Linked DNA regions of Cricetulus griseus: region 1 is linked to region 2. The links are chromatin contacts, called in public Hi-C maps. All regions are on one chromosome and are shown on one strand. Each heading gives the region's core, a stretch centred on a gene start, on an enhancer-like site or on the middle of the called end of the contact. The rest is flanking DNA. Distances are from core to core; before and after follow the strand shown. Region 1 has its middle 68 kb from the start of Etv6. Region 2 holds the start of Etv6 (transcription factor ETV6).

Region 1 (3,777 bases), core at 201-2,700, 68 kb before region 2:
GGCAAAGCATAGCTAAGAAATATGGGCTCCGGGCTAATTTAAATGTAAGAGTTAGCTAGTAACAAGCCTGAGTTATTAACCAAGCACTTACAGTTAATATTAAGTCTCTGGGTGATTAATTGGGAGCTGCCGCTGGCAAGGAAGACTCCCCCTACAGGATGGGACACAGCTAGCCAGGCTGGGTTACATCCCAGCGTTGTTCAGGTGTGGAGAGAACAGGCTGTGTTGACAATGGCCATCATCAACAGAATAGCAAGAAATAGGATAGGAGAAGAAGAATCGAAGTCTGAGAGATGATCAGAGTGACAAGGGAACTGAAGGAATTGACGAACTAATTTATCAAACCAGAGGGAGAGGAAGAGGGATAGGAAGAGGAGGGAGAGGAGGAGGGAGAGGAAGAGGAAGAAGGAGAAGAAGGAGGAAGAGGAGGAGCAGGAGCAGGAGGAGGAGGAAGCAAGAAACAGAGGGTCAAAGAAGGAACTCAGCTGCTGACTTAATACTGTGCCATTCAACACAGGACACACCCTTAAATTTTCAGAGTCAAGAACTACAAGCCTGGGGTTCCAGAGGAAAGGGTTTGCAGCAGACAGGAGACATGAATGAAAGGGTGCATATTTTTAATATTTATATTTATTTGATGTGCTTGAGTGTTCATCTGCATGCATGTATGTGTACCATATGTGTGGCTGATGCCCACAGAGGTCAGAAGATGGTACCACATACTCTGAAAGTGAAGTTACAGGTAGCTGTGAACCAGAATGTAGGTGTTGGGCCTCAAACCTGGGTCCACTGCCAGAATAACAAATGCTCTCAACTACTGTTTGGGGGTAAGAAATAAGACTATCACTGCTAAGATTGTTTGTTTAGGGCCTGGAGTAATGGCTGAGCAGTTAAGACAGCATACTGCTCTTACTTGCATAGGACTGAGTTCTTTTCCAGCACTAAGGTCACTAAACTGTTTGTATCTCTGTCTCCAGGAGATCTGGCGCCCTCCTCTGGCCTCCACGAGTGTCTTCACTCACATGTGCATACCCACACAGACACCCATAATTTTTAAAAATAAATATTTTAAATCGTGTTTTATTTGGGTTTTGGTTTTCTAAGACACGGTCTTGTTATATAGCCCTGGCTGGCTCAAACTTGCAATCCTCCTGTTTCAGCTGCTTTAGTGCTGGCACTCAGCCAACCAGGTATTGGAAGTATTTCTAAAAGGATGTTTACTATTCCGTCAATTAGTCTTATCTCCGTAAGTCCCAAACGACTTTTGAGGTGACTATGAGAAATAGTTCTCTCTAAAGTTATATATCCAACCAACTAGTATACACTTGGTTAATCTTTCCTAAATAAAGCATTAACAATAACTGATGAGTTCTTGGCTTGGAGCAGAGGAGAACGAGGCATGCACCTGAGTCAGCCATGGACTTTGTGAGACTGGTCGGTCTCCTCCTGTGACTGAACCCTTCCATTATGTGTTTGACCTACTTTAAGAAGTGATGATGCAGAGCAAATGGGCTATTCAGTGCCTAATCCTGTGTGTCCCAACCTCCATGTAGCACTTAAAAGCAGCCCAGACAACCATGAGAAGGTATTAGTAACTCCTTCTCATCCCCATGACACTGCTGCCTTCCAGAAGTGAGAGAGGGTTCCAAATAGGTTGGGAGTGCCTGCTGCAAAAGCCTCTGACTCTTTCAGGCCTGGGTTAGGCAATCCAGGCACACACCTCCATCTGTCCAGGCAAGAAATTCAAACTCCCACCAGAATGGAAAGAAGCCACAGAAAGTCAAAACGTTCTTCAAGCAGAAGCTCACTGGGAAAACTCTATGGGAAGGGCAGAAAGAGAGCAACTGTCCTGGCACACAGGGCCGTGCCTCAGTGAGAGGAACTGCTCTTCTACAGGAGTTGGGTTGGAGCCCCAGGGATTTGGGTGGAGGTGAAGAGAACTGTACTTACCAAGAATGTGTGGACAGAGGTACTGAAACACTACCCTGTGCCCTGGAAATACCTATGGTTACTATGTGTGATTATTATGGATTAATTTAAAAATTGTTAAATGTTTAAGATACAAACATTAGCTATTCTTCTCTGGTCATCTTGCCTTACATACAAATATTAAATGATCACGCGTGCCCCATAAATGTGTACAATTAAAATAAGAACCAATTTGTAAAATACTCTAAAACTCATGTGTTAAAATGAAAGAAAAAAATTGCATGGTCCAGCTTGTGAAAATAGACTTCCTCCAACTCCCTCTTAGAAACGCTAGTTCCTTGGTCCTTGCATACCTGAAAGCCATGAAGAAGAAAATGCCCAGCAGGTGGCAGAAGGAGATAACTAGACTGAAGGCATACCCCTACTTTCACCATCTTAGGTGAGATTTCATTTAGTTATTAATGCATGCCTCGTGGGAGGAAGGGCATCAAGTTGGTGTCTGTTTTTCTAGCATCTTGTGCAGGACCTGGCACATGGTGGGTCTATTTGCCGATTGAATGAATGAAGGAAAGACTCATCTAAACTGGAAAATGGCATCATTTGAAACAGTAATGTTCTTTTCGTATCCTATCAGTAGCATGGTCTTTCTACTTAGTTTTAGCAGAATGTTGTAGATTATGTCTTCATACAAGTATATACTGTCTGTGAGCATACCCCCCCAGGCCTCCCACCCTACTTTCTTAAACTCTTCCCTCTTGTTAGTTCCCAAAGCTCCCTATACAGTTTCACTTCTACTTTCATATCATATGCACAGCATTTCATTTTTAGACAGTGTCTCCAATATAGCCTTGGCTATTCTGGAACTCCAAATGTAGACTAGGCTGGCCTTGAACTCACAGCTGCCTCTGCCTCTGCCTCCTATGTAAAGGCATGCAGCACCACACCCAACTTAGATGTTTTATTCATGGGTCTATACAGAATCCAGGAACTGTAAATGAGAAGGTGTGATGTTTCTTTAATTACATACAGTGTTCTGTTTACATATACATTTCCATGCCAGAAGAGGGAGCCAGAACTCATTACAGAGGGTTGTGACCCACCATGTGGTTGCTGGGAATTGAACTCAGGATCTCTGGAAGAGCAGCCAGTGCTCTTAACTGAGCCATCTCTCCAGCCTGATGTTTCTTTTTCTGGGACTGGCTTCATTCACTTAACATGGCCATCTCCACTGGCATCCATTTTGCTCTAAACAACATGACTTCGTTCCTTTCTATGGTTGAAAAATAAGCTCCAATATAGGAACTGAAAAGATGGCCCAGAGGTTAAGGTCACTTATAGAGGGCACTTATAAGATCCTCTTATAGAGGATCCAGGTTCAGTTTCCAGCACCCATTCCAGTTGCAGGGGATCCAGTTCTTTTAGGTGGTTTTGGGGTGCTTACACACGGGCAGACACTGATACATGTAATTTTTTTCAAATTCATATATATTTTGAAATACGTATTTTATATATAAATATGATATATGTGATATAGATATAGATATAGATATCACATTTCTTTGTCCATTCCTGTTGTGGCACACCTAAATTGGTTCAAGAACTTAGCTCTTGGGAGCAGTGTTACAATAGCATTGAAGGGCAAGTGTCTCTGTGAATTGTTGACTTGGAGCCCTTCCGGTAAACGCCAGGAGTAAGCGGGAGAGCTGGGTCATACTGGGTCTGGTTTCAGCTTTTTGAGAAACTGCCAGACTAACTTCCACAGTGGCAGGGCTGCTTATAATATTGCCAGCGGTATCTAGATGCATACTTTACAGAGCAGGTATTACTCTAATACCAGAAAGAAATAGA
Region 2 (3,674 bases), core at 1,097-3,596:
AATGCACGAGGCCTGGGTTCAGTCTACAGGACTATAAACAAACCAACAAATAAAAGGATGATTAAACACTCCTTCTCCCCCCTCCCCCCAGAAAGAACAAAGGTGAGTCAGACACAGTGACCCGGGCTTGTCATTTCAGCACTTGGAAGGTGGAGGCAGAATCAAAAATTGGGGTAATTCTCTGCTTCAAGTCAAGGCCAACCTGGACTACAGGCTCAAGAAAACCTGAAAATTGTCTGGGTGGGGTGGTGCACACCTTTAATCCCAGTACTCAGGAGGTAGATGGATGGGACTTCAAGGCCAGTCTGATCTATAGTGTAAGACCCGTCTCAAAACAAACAAACAAAAGAAACTCAACAACAACAACAACAAAACTCTAATATAAAATCAACAAAAAAACGGGCAGTAGTGGCGTTCGCCTTTAGTCCCAGCACTAGGGACGAGACACAGAGGCAGGCAGATCTCTAGTTGAGTTCCAGGGCAGCCTGGTCTACAGAGCGAGTACCAGGACAGGCTCCAAAGCTACACAGAGAAACCTGGTCTCGAAAAAATAAACAAACAAACAAACAAAAAAACCAAACAAACAGAAACAAACAGAAAGCTACGGGAGTAAAGGTAGGTATTTGTGGGGGATAAGAATGGGTAAATGCAGATGTGTTGGGACTATGTATATAAGGATAAGTTCTCTTGGGGATCACGACTACAAGATGACAAAACTGGTTGTGGTGCCTGGAGGTTCCCAAAAAAAAAAAAAAAAAGAAAAGAAAAAAAGTTCCCATTGTATCAGCAAGGAGGTGCCTTCCTACCCCAACCCTTTTAATAATGTTTGGTGTTCTGATGAATGCATGAACGGAAGTATTGTTTGTGAAAGTCTGAGGACATTTTATGATGCTGAAAAGTGTGCAAGAAAAAAAAAAAAAAAAAAAAAAAAAAAAAAAAAAACAGCAGAGGCAGAATGACTTACTAGTTCCAGGTCAGCCTGAGTGAGTTCCAGGCCAGTCAGGGCTACAATGGGAGACCTTGCTTCAAAACAACCCTGCCCCCTCCCCCTCTCTTGCAAAGAAACCAGTGGAAATAGAGGGGAGGGTCTGGAAAACCAGAGTGGTCCTCAGCAGGGAACACGAATATAATGCGTTTCCACACTCACACGTTTTTACGTTTATTTTACAACAGACAAAACGGTCGTGCATTTAGTCCTACATCGTATGTCCACACATTAAACCCTGTATGCACTAGCGGGGTGAGAATTTAAACACCATCTTCTGCAGTGGGGGCATTTTTTAAGAGATTATAAATAGCAATAAAAACCGAGCGATCTGATATCACGCCGGTGCTCAGGGCTAGCGCCTCGGCCCCAGGATTCTGGCTGCCCCTCCTCTGCAGGACCCCCGGGCCATGCCCTCCGCCAATGACCGAGCGCGAGCAGCGGCCCAGGGGAGGGCTGAGATCTGCAGGAACGCGCCCTGTCAACTTTGTAGTCCAGTCACCTCCGTCGGTTGGTAGCGGCCGCTGTGGCTTTAAATGGCCGGGGGATTTCGAATCGGGGAAGGCGGGAGGTCAGGCCGAGGGGCGCCCCCCGGCGCGGGGAGCCCCCGCCCGCCCGCCGCTCGCTCGCCGCCGCGTCCCCGGGCCGAGCGCGGCCGCGCGGCTTTGTCTCCGGCGTCGCGCCCCGCACTTCCCCGTGCGCAGCCTGTAACCCGAGCTCCCATTTCCTGGTGGATTCTCTTAAAGCGGCCGCGGTCGGCGCGCAGAACAAAGGCCATTGTCTCGCTTCCTCCTGCGGCGCCGCGTCCTTCCCGGAAAGCCCCTTCCTAGACCGCGGGCCCCCGGGCTGCATCTGCGCCCCGGGGAGCGCACGGAAAAGCCCCCGCTGTGTGCGGCCCAGGGTACCCCGGAGGTGCAAGCCACGGGTGGCAGGAGCGGGAGGAACCAGGCTTAAGAGAGTCCCGGGGCCACGCTGCGAGGTCTCCCCGGAGGCGTCCTCCTCGGGGCGGCCCCGTGGGCACCCCGCGCGCCCCTCCCTCCCTCCACTCCCCCCTCCGCACGCCTTTTGATTTCCCCGCGGCCCGCGGTAACCCGAGCTTTTATTTCCTGGTGGCTCCTTTAAGAGGCAGAGCCCGGTGCTGGGAATTCACGTCAGTTTGTGCCCTGAAACTCTCAAGATCAATGAGCAGAGAGCTTTCTCAGTTCCGCCTTTCAGTTTCTCTCTTCCAGGAAGGAAAACATTCGAGAGAGGGAGGGAGGGAGGGAGCGAGCCAGCGAGCGAGCGAGCTAGCGAGCGCCGCGGGGAGGGAGGGAGGGAAGGAGGGAGGGAGAGAGGGAGGGCGGGGGCGGCGCGCCGGCCGCGGGTGGGAGGAGACACGCGAGGCCGGCCGGCTGCGCCCGGTCGCCGCGCCGCGACCCGCACACCCCACGCCGTGCTCGCCGGCTCCCACGCCCCCGCGCCGCGCCGCGCGCCCGACCCGTGCGCTCCGAAGACCCCCCCCGGGCGGCCGCCGCCGGCGATGCTGCAAGAAACTTCTTAAATGACCGCGTCCCGCTGCCCCGCCGAGCGTTTCTGGGTTGGGGAGAGGAAAGGAAAGTGGAAAAAAACTGAGAACTTCCTGATCCCTCTCGCTGTGAGACATGTCTGAGACTCCTGCTCAGTGTAGCATTAAGGTAACGATTCGGTTCTCCTCCTTCCCCTTGGGCGATCGGAACCCCCTCGCCCCGGGGCTGCTGGTGCAGTTGCTGGGCTCGCGGGGAATTATTTGGGGCGCGAGGGAAAGAGATGCAGCTCGTGGCAGCGGCTGTACCCTTTAGCATAACCTTGCTACACCCCTCTCCCGCCGAGCCCCGTGTGGGCTCCTGGGCCCCCCATCCCACCCCCTTTCTTTTTGACAGTGTAATGCCGGTCTCAGTTGGTAGGAGGAACCCGGTTTGTCTTCAGATCTGTAGAACACCTCCGTAATTAGTGCGCTTAAAAATAAGAAAGGAAAAAGAAAAACCCCTTCTCCTTATTCCTACGCCCAACATGTGACTAAACTGTAACTTTTGTTCCCGAGGGGTGGTCTCCCTAGGGAAAAAGTTCTAGGGGCCCCACTAGGATGGTCTGTCTCTTTCTTTCTTTCAGGACTCTGGGTTCTATCACACAAGCTTTTTAAACCCCCCCCCCCCCCCCCCGCCGCCTCTCTACTGATTGTGATTGCGAGCCCTAAGACAGTCTTGGTCTGTCAGCTTTTCCTGGGCATTGCATAAGGGGAAAAAAATTAAACTAAGGTGAATAAAGTTGCCGAATAGTTATTTAACTCTAGTGCCCATGAAAATAGAAAAGTCCTGTGATGCAGGGTGGAAAGAAGTGACCAGGCAAAATGACCTCCTCTGACAGTGCAGAGAAGGTGTTGAAAAAAAAAAAAAAAGAGCTGCAGTCTCCGGGTTCCCTGGCCTGTTCTAAGTTCAGGAGGAATATTTGCAAACAACCCTTGTTCTTCCAGGTAGTCTTGTGTGTGTGTGTGTGCGCGCACGAATATATACAGTCTGTCTATATAGGCTGCGATGCTGTAGTTTGTTGCTTTTAAAAAGTTGTTGTGAAGTTTGCCACCATTGGGAGGCAGGATGACTTGTCTGTGTCCCCCAGTTATTTTTCCCATGGTGCATTTTTTGGGGGGTACTTTATTTCAAGGTTCCACCAGTCA

The links. Hi-C and Micro-C count contacts between places; a contact is called where the count stands out from the background.
Region 1: a contact with region 2 is called in a Hi-C map of fibroblasts, with 4 times the contacts expected there. The contact joins the enhancer-like site here to the promoter of Etv6 in region 2. A contact is called at or near these places in 2 of 8 Hi-C or Micro-C datasets (fibroblasts and liver).

Annotation. Positions count from the first base shown.
Region 1 is chr8:15,004,589-15,008,365 of CriGri-PICRH-1.0, reverse strand. No RefSeq gene overlaps it. Among named protein-coding and RNA genes, the nearest start is that of Etv6, 68 kb to the right of the region's middle. Within about 2 kb of position 1,450, at least 1 of the 6 cell types and tissues checked has open chromatin away from gene starts, as enhancers often do.
Region 2 is chr8:14,937,172-14,940,845 of CriGri-PICRH-1.0, reverse strand. Etv6 (transcription factor ETV6) reads left to right here and starts at 2,346. Exons shown (of 7, transcript XM_035448458.1): 1 at 2,346-2,658. The coding sequence starts at 2,626.